Regions from separate parts of the Mus musculus genome. Here region 2 is linked to region 1. The links are chromatin contacts, called in public HiChIP or PLAC-seq maps. All regions are on one chromosome and are shown on one strand. Each heading gives the region's core, a stretch centred on a gene start, on an enhancer-like site or on the middle of the called end of the contact. The rest is flanking DNA. Distances are from core to core; before and after follow the strand shown. Region 1 has its middle 6.5 kb from the start of Gm20337. Region 2 overlaps Map3k9 (mitogen-activated protein kinase kinase kinase 9).

Evidence for each region. HiChIP or PLAC-seq counts read pairs in DNA pulled down with a chosen protein or histone mark.
Region 2: an H3K27ac HiChIP or PLAC-seq map of acute myeloid leukemia shows a contact between it and region 1, with 4 times the contacts expected there. The contact joins two enhancer-like sites. A contact is called at or near these places in 1 of 39 promoter capture datasets (embryonic stem cells) and 4 of 115 datasets of contacts at active chromatin or transcription factors (acute myeloid leukemia, bone marrow-derived macrophages and embryonic stem cells).

The regions. Positions count from the first base shown.
Region 1 is chr12:80,936,739-80,940,998 of GRCm38.p6, forward strand. No RefSeq gene overlaps it. Among named protein-coding and RNA genes, the nearest start is that of Gm20337, 6.5 kb to the right of the region's middle. Within about 2 kb of position 2,118, at least 152 of the 459 cell types and tissues checked have an H3K27ac peak or open chromatin away from gene starts, as enhancers often do. A contact at or near this core is called in acute myeloid leukemia, where this site is marked.
Region 2 is chr12:81,743,836-81,748,045 of GRCm38.p6, forward strand. Map3k9 (mitogen-activated protein kinase kinase kinase 9) reads right to left here. Exons shown (of 11, transcript NM_001174107.1): 3 at 1-143. Among named protein-coding and RNA genes, the nearest start is that of Map3k9, 35 kb to the right of the region's middle. Within about 2 kb of position 2,801, at least 22 of the 459 cell types and tissues checked have an H3K27ac peak or open chromatin away from gene starts, as enhancers often do. A contact at or near this core is called in acute myeloid leukemia, where this site is marked.

The DNA.
Region 1 (4,260 bases), core at 868-3,367:
TCTATTTTAAGATTTTTAAAGTTTGTGTGTCTGGGTGTTTTACCTGCATGAATATCTGTGTTCCACATTCATGTAGTACCCAAGGAGGTGTTACAGCCTACTGTTAGCCCCATGTGAGTGTCAAGATTTGTCTTTGGATCCTGGCTCTTTAGTCCTCTACAAGAGCAGCCAGTCGGGGCACTTAACCAGTGAGTCACGCCTCCAGCTCCTGCTGTAGGGCTTTGACAGCCCTGGAGTAAGTCCTTGAGAAAATGTCTCAGAGCCACAGGGCTGGCTTCATTCAAGGCTCCAGCACTTGCCAGCTGTGTGACCAAGAGCTTTTTGGTTTCAACTCTTCATTTTCTTTTTTGGGGGGATGGAGGGGGAAGGAGGGGAGGTGGAGTGGGGTGTGTGGTTTGACACAGGGTTTCTCTGTGTAGCCCCGACTGTCCTGGAACTCTCTCTGTAGATCAGGCTGGCCTAGAACTCAATATTTTCCTCTGGCTCTGCTTCCCAAAGGCTGGAATTAAGGGCCTGTGCCGCCACCTCTGGGCTCTGGTTCCAACTTTTCTTTAAGGGGAGAGTGGTAACTGGTGTTAGAGAGTTGGGGAAAGGCCAAAGTAGGCTAATTAATCTGACACTCCGAGCTCTATGCCATCCCATAATAAGATGAATGGCAGTTTTAACGAGATAGGATGATGGTTGTGAAGAGGCCACTGGATTTTGCAATTAGGTTGAAGGTGAACTTTGAGACCAGTTTCCGTGGGAAGGTGGGGAGGAAGTAGCAGAGGTGACTGAGAGCTGTCAAGTAAGGACCAAGGAACTGCCGTGGTGCCTGAGGAGTGGTATTGGGTCAGCTTCATGGGTTAAGAGGAGGTTTATCATTCTAAGCTCTAAAATGTAAGCTGAGCATGTTTGAAAGTTCAGGATTAAAGGGGTTGTGGACAGGGCAGGACTGAAGATAAAAGCAGTCAGGTGTGTGTCAAGAAGCAAAGTCTTAGTTCAGCTTGCCAGTGCACGTCTGCAAGTCCCTGCCCTGGGAAGCTCATGGCTCATGGCGATCCTTTACTACGGGGCAAGTTTGAATGGAGCCTAGGTTCTGTGAAAGCCTGTTTCAAAGAAGAGGCTAGAGATGACTCAGCTTGTGAAAATGCTTGCCACGTAAGTCTAACAAGCTGAGTTTGATTCCAGGATGCACAGTGGAAGGAAGAGAACCGACTCCAAAAGTTGTCCTCTGTGTCCTCTGATTGCCACATGTATGCTATGGCATATGTATGCTTACACACACACACACACACACACACACTCCCCACCACACATACACAGACACACAGACACACAGACACACACACTCCCTACTCCCCACCCCCACATAAGCATTCACATACAAACATCATACCACATACACACAAACACACATTCACACATATACCCCCCTACACACACATACACACAGCACACACACAGCACACAGACACTAAAATAAAATTACTGGGCTGGTGAAATGGCTCAGTGGTTAAGAGCACTGACTGCTCTTCTAGGAGTCCTGAGTTCAATTCTCAGCAACCACTTGGTAGCTAATAACCACCTGTAGTGGGATCTGGTGCCCTCTTCTGGTGTGTCTGAAGACAGCTACAGTGTACTCAAAATTAAAAAAGAAAAAGAAAAAGAAAGAAAGAAAGAAAGACCAAACAAGTAAAAGAAAATTACCTTTTTTTTTTTTTTTTTGGTTTTTCGAGACAGGGTTTTTCTGTGTAGCCCTGGCTGTCCTGGAACTCACTCTGTAGACCAGGCTGGCCTCGAACTCAGAAAACTGCCTGCCTCTGCCTCCCAAGAGCTAGGAAGAAAATTATTTTTAAAAGCAACAATAAAATAAAACAGAACAGAAAAGTCTCAAGAGCTGAGTCCAGTAGTGTATACCTGTAATTCCAGCATTGTCGAGGCTCAATCCAGAGGACTAAGTTTGATTAATCCTTTCTATACATAAAAAATAAACAAACCCCCTCACACCTTGGGAGGATAGCATACTGTTTAAGGCAGTTGAGCAGCAGCAAGAAACAAGTATCTGCAGGGCAGCCTATTTCCCTCTTTGCAGCGAAGCCGGAAGCACCATGCTGGCTGCTTTCCAAGGTATCCTCTGATCACCCCACTTCCTGGTTCTTGCTGCCTGTGTTTTACCCTCCAATGTTGAACTGAGGCTGAACCGTGTGATTGGTATATGGTAGAAACTATGTGGCACGCATTTGAATAATGTTCTCACAAAATAGGTGCTGAAATCCTAGCCTCCAGCACCACAGGGGTGGACCCTGCTCTGACAAGGCTGTGGTCCTTTTTAAAGGGGAAAGAAATTTAGACACAAAGATAGACATGCAGAGAAGGAAGATGACATAATACCATACTGAAAAGAGCAACCATTTGCTTGGAATGCCGAAATCTACAAGCCAGGAACATTGAGGATTGTCAACATATACCACCAGCTGGGAAGAGGCAAGGGAAGGCCTTCCCCAGGGCTGTCAGAGGGGAAGGACCCTCCAGACACTTTCAGTTTTGGCTTGTAGCCGCCAGAACTGCTTGTTAGTTGTTGGAATCCACAGTGTTGGTGCCCTAGGAAGAGGAATACACTAAGTCACAGTGCGTGAGGACATTGTTCCTGAAATTAGAATACAGTCACTGCAGCTTCTGTCTCAGATGCACTGTCTCCTAGAAGGCACCCTCTGTGGACAGCCAGCTATGACACAGCGGAGACACTCAGGTTGCTTACAGAAAGGCCCACGTGAGAGCAGTGATCAACAGTGAATGGCCAGCAAGGACTGAGGTGAGGTGCTCACATATTCTGGGTGAGCCTGGAAGCAGATTTCACTCTAAATGGGGAAATTGGGTGAGACCACTTCAAACCAGAACCACCCGAGTCACTCCTGAGTTCTTCCTGAGTCATAGGTAGAGTGACTGATGTGAACTGTCCAGGAGTGAACTGGACAATGTAAACTGAAGTCCTGACAGCCAACGGTGGCAGTTAACCCTGCAGGCCTAAGAGCTAGTGATTCCAGAGTCTGGCTCTTCTAGGAAGGTAATCTGTATTTGGTATGTGTCAAAATGACTTTTTTCTTTTTAAAAAAAGAATTATTTTTCTATTTTATGTATATGAGTACACTGTAGCTGTCTTCAGATACACCAGAAGAGTCCCATTACAGATGGTTGTGAGCCACCATGTGATTGCTGGGATTTGAACTCAGAACCTCCGGAAGAGCAGTCAGTGCTCTTAACTGCTGAGCTATCCCTCCAGCCTGAAATGACTCTTTTAAATTAGAGTCAAATGTGGGACAGAAGGAAAAGCTAAAGCAAGAGTTGAAATCGGTGTTGGGATGGTAGTGTAGCTCATTGGATAGAGTATGTGCTTAGCAGGTGGAAGTTCTGGCTCTGATCCCTAGCATGGAATAAACCAAGTCTCGGGTACCTATGCCTGTAAACTCAGTACTCTGGAGGCAGAAGCCAGAGAATTATGAATTCAAGGACAGACTGGAGAGATGACTTAATCAATCAAATGGTCTTGATTCATAGCAAAATTTAACACCAAACACTATGTATGGCTCTGCAAAGAATTTGAGTTTTGTCAACAATTTCTGAATTAGGTGGAATTACTGCTGTCTGTCTCTGCTTAAGATGATGTTTCTTTTCTTTTTCTTTATTTACCTGTCTGTCTGTCTGTCTGTCTGTTTATCTATCTATCTCTTATTTTCTGTTTATTTAATTTTTTTTCTGAGACAGGGTTTCTCTATGTCGTCCTGGCTGTCTTGGGACTCTCTCTGTAGAATAGGATGGCCTCAAACTCAGAAATCCACCTGCCTCTGACTCCCCAGTGCTGGGATTAAAGGCATTCGCCACCTTGTCTGCTAAGAAAGTATTTTCAGGCTCCCTAATTCTAACCTCTGTTCTCCCATTCTCTGTAGAGTATATGGTATTTCTTCCTCAGTTTCAATCCTTTAAAGAGGCTCTGCTTATTTGAATTTCTGCCACCACCCAGACTTCTCTGGCCTTATTGATAAGGACACTGAAAATTTGTCAGTGCTGGTTTCTGTTTGGATTCCCAGGGCCCCTTTAGTGCACAGGTCATGTGGTGTCCTGTTGCTGCTTTTGTGACAGGGCCTAGGAAATCAGGGAAATGAGGAATAGGAATAGTTGGGCAGAAAGATTATTTTCTACTCTCAAACATCTTAGAACACTTCTGTGGGAGACAGGAGGTCCTGAGATTGTAATGTCCTTAGCATGGTGCGTTTGTATAAT
Region 2 (4,210 bases), core at 1,551-4,050, 810 kb after region 1:
GATGACTTCAGGTGCCATCCAAGCGTATGTTCCCGCCGCACTCATCTTGGTGGTCCGGTGCCATTCCCGCGCCAGCCCAAAGTCGGTGATCTTCAGAATCTTGTTACTCAGGTCTCCATTCTCCACTTTCTGCAGGATCAATACTGAGCGAAGAAAACAATACAGAAGAAACCAGATAAGCATTAGTCACAGGGCCTCATGTCCACTGCCATCTCCTGCAGGTGCTGCCACTGTGCAGTGATGGCAGAAACACAATTTTAGCCCCCAACATGTTTATTCTGCAGCATCTCTTTGTTAGCATCATCTCAAGTCCCTCCAATGCATTTCAAGGTAGACATTTCAGGCTCAGCATCCCTATCCAAAAACTATTCAGAGGCCAAATCTATAAAGGTGAAACTCTGCTGGCCCCACACATGCGGGATACAGGGTACTCGACCTGCACAGAGCAGGGCTGGACCCCAGGAAGCTACTGCAGAGTGACAGAGGATCTGTGAGACATGCACGCCCTCCTGAGGAGCAGCCACCCGAGCTCCCTGCATCAAAGCACACCTAGGTTATACGCACCCACAGATCACAGGGACTGGAGATGCAGGCTGGATCATCAAAATGTTCAGTGTCTAGCCAGCTCTGTGACTTCTTACAGGCACATCCTACCCACCTTGTGACACCACGACACTGATAGCATCTACACACATTCATAGCTACCTTAGACGCATGAGGCCACATGCTGTGGGTTGGACACCACTGACATTCTTTTGCTTTATTTTGTGTTGTTTTGTTTTTTGAGATAGGGTCTCTCTGGCTGGGCTTAACTCCTAAACCAGACTAGCCTGGAACTCACAGAGGCCTGCCTCTGCCTCCCAAGTGTTGGGATTAAAGGTGTGTGCCACCACGCCCAGATCCACTGACATTCTTAAGAAAGCCTGTCTTTTGGGCTCTTAAGATTTTTGTCATAATTCAGGCAAGTCCCCTAACCAGTTGATAAATGTCTGGCAAACTGGAGTTTGGGGGATCAGAGACACACACATGCACACACTCATGACATCCTCAGTGAGCATGGTCAAGGAAAAGGAGTTGGTGCAGGGATGACTCCAAAGCACTGGCTTTCCTAGTCACGGTGGCCCCAACACCCATATGGTGGTTCCAGCCATGTAACCTGGTAAGAGATAATCAGGCTAAAAATCACCCCCAAATCTTGCTGACTAAGATGCCATACTGTAAACCACAGAACTCTGCTGAGTGGGGGACTAAGAAGCTGTCCAGATAAAGGCAAGACACACCTCCTTATCCAAAGTGGGATGGTTCGAAAGGCTTTGTGTGAGCATAGCCTCTGTAGCCGGTTATGTGAGCATAGCCTCTATAGCCGGGCATAGCCTCTATAGCTGGGCATAGCCTCTATAGCCGGGCATAGCCTCTATAGCTGGGCATAGCCTCTATAGCCCGACACAGCCTTGCCTGAATTTGTGTTAGTGAGACAGACTTCAGAGCAAGAAGAAAGGTTTCCTCTTCGCCCCTGTGAGGAAGAAACGTCTACAGACAGTGTAGCAATTAAATTATAAAAGTGATTCAGTTGGGCCCGGGAAACCAGTAAAAACAATACAAGTTAACTCTTAGTCCTGTGTGCCAAGACAACCTAGAGCCTTCCCGCTCTCCTTGCACTTACCTACCTAAGATGCCTTACATTGCAGACCCTGACAGTAAAGACCTTCTGCAGTGAGAGAGCAGGTGCTTCATCCATGACACAGCCACACCCTTCTCTCCACTTCTACTCCCATCCACTGAACTGTCACATACTGAAGGGGAGTGGCCCAAGGAGCTCCAGGTCCTATGTGCTTCTTAGAAAAACAGCAGTGTGCCCCAGGATTACCGGCAGCTTCAGAGTTGGAGTCTAGAAAGCAAACAACCCCACCCTAGACCTAATGGATGAACCCTCCCTCCTCCTCCACACTCTCTACTCCAGACACATCCCTCCCCATCCTGGCTTCCCCCACCCAGGTGCCTACGCAGATACAAAACAGGAGAAGGAAAAAAAAAACAAACCCTTCTTCTTTAGTGACAAAAACAAATAAACAAACAAACCCACAACAACAAAAACCCTTCCAGACTTTCTGAGGCAAAACAACAGGACAGCAGACATTCAAAGAGTTAGGCAAGTGACACTAAGGAAATCCCCCTCCCCCTTCCTGAATATACACTGTGTGAGATCAGTCTCCCAAAGCCCTAGGTGGCTGGGATAGGGTGCAACCAGATGTTTCGTATTAGTTGATCTGGATGCTTAAACGAGATGCAAGATTGATGGGGTAAGAATCAGCCACAAACCCTCTGTCAGCATTGGGTATACAGCTAGCTACAGGCCAGTCTCATCTGCTCGCCACTGTCCCACCCACCTCAGACTCAGCTGACCTTGCCCTTTGTGTACTCCATGACCTAGAGACCGACTCTCATCAACAGAGAGGGACTATAATCTGAAACCAGTCACTACCTGAGCAGGCAGTAGCAGGTCATAGTGTTCTGAAGCACTGGTCTTCCCAGCAGCAGGGCTCGTGAAAGCTTTCCTGTACAGGGCTGTTAGTTGAGATGAAATATGAAACAACCTGTTCCGGGCCATTTTCATCACCCACAAGGAAGTCCTGTAACCTTTAAGCAAATATCCCCCCATTCTTCTCTCCTCCCAGGCCCAATCTGCTGTGACCCCATGGTGAAGACTTCACGAAATAGAAAGCTACAGTATGATGTCTGCCTCACTTCCTCAGTGTTTTCAGGGTTGCCACATTATAACGTTTGTTAGTACCATGTTCCTCTTCATGGCTAATACTATTCCACTGTAATACATTCCTACTGTACACTACATAGCAGGACAGCTGCTCAGTTAGGATCAAACACTGTGTAACTGAACTTGGCTGCTCGCTGACATCATCTTTCTGAGTCCTTTAGTTGTCTCTAAGAAGTAGAAAGATGACACTCCCTGTTTCGTCCACGTCAAAGGAGATGTAAAGGGGAAGGGAGCAGAGTCCACATCTCTCAGCCACAGCCTTGTTCTCCATCTCCGTGCTATGTGATCCCGAGCCTGAAAGACATTCTGGCTTTCAGGCTCAACTCCGTTTCCTCAGTGCTACAGCTAATTAGCTCTCCCTCTCTGCTGCCCCATTGCTAGTTCTTCTTCAGCAGCTAAACCCAACTGCACACAATCCAACCGCTTGTACGTCTAAGCACTCCCTGCTGGGGTGTATGAGTGTCTATCATCTTTTCTAGAATGATGCGGAATCCGACCCCTGGAGAATAAAACCCTCATTCCCTTCTAGAATCCATGACATCTTGGTCCAGGAACCTTGCACAGGGGCCAGGCTCTTGGCAAGAACTCCCTCGTGCCTGGCCAGTTATTGACTGAGGTGTACCTGTGCATTTTCCTGACTATATTTTTAAAATGTTCATTTTAGACCTCGGCCAGGGGTTCCCCAGTGATTGATGTACCGGTGCAATATGGACTGTGGGCTACAGAAGGGGTAATCTGGAGATTCAGCCTGCATGCCTGCACCAGTTACTTAAGCATCCTGTGGCCATAATACCTGACAGAATCCACCTAAGGAAGAAAAATAATTATTCAGGTTCTCTACGTCAGAGGATCCACCCCAGCCTACCACAGTAAGGATGGCATGATGCTCACTGCAGAGGATCAAGAGGAAATAAGTCTTCACATTACAGCCCTGAAACTGAGCCACAACTTTTCAAACCCTGCTCTTAGCACCTACATACGACACTCAGGCCTCACGCCCCAAAGCCCAAAGGTCTATGACCTATTACTTTATAATGGGCTTCATGGGCTAGTTCTCCAGCTTAAAAAAAATTTGTATTTATCTGTGTGTGTGTGTGTGTGTGTGTGTGTGTAGATGTGCTCAGTGTGTGTGTTTGTGTGTGTATGTGTGTGCATTTGTGTGCACGTGTGTGTAGATGTACTCATGCTACAGCATGCAAGAACAAGTTAAAGGTTCCAGCTCCTTCCACGTAGTTCCTGGGGATCAAGCTTGGCCTTCCGTCCTCCTGACAGGCTCCTGCAGGCTCTGAGCCCTCTCCACAGCGGCTGCAGCCCCTTCTCTTTCCTCACTTGCTCTTTCCTACTCTTTGTTCTTCCTTGCTGAGCTTCCTGGCTGAGTCTTCTGACCCAGTGCAGGTTGTTTACTCCCTGCCATAGTTTTCTAAGTTCTAAAAGCTC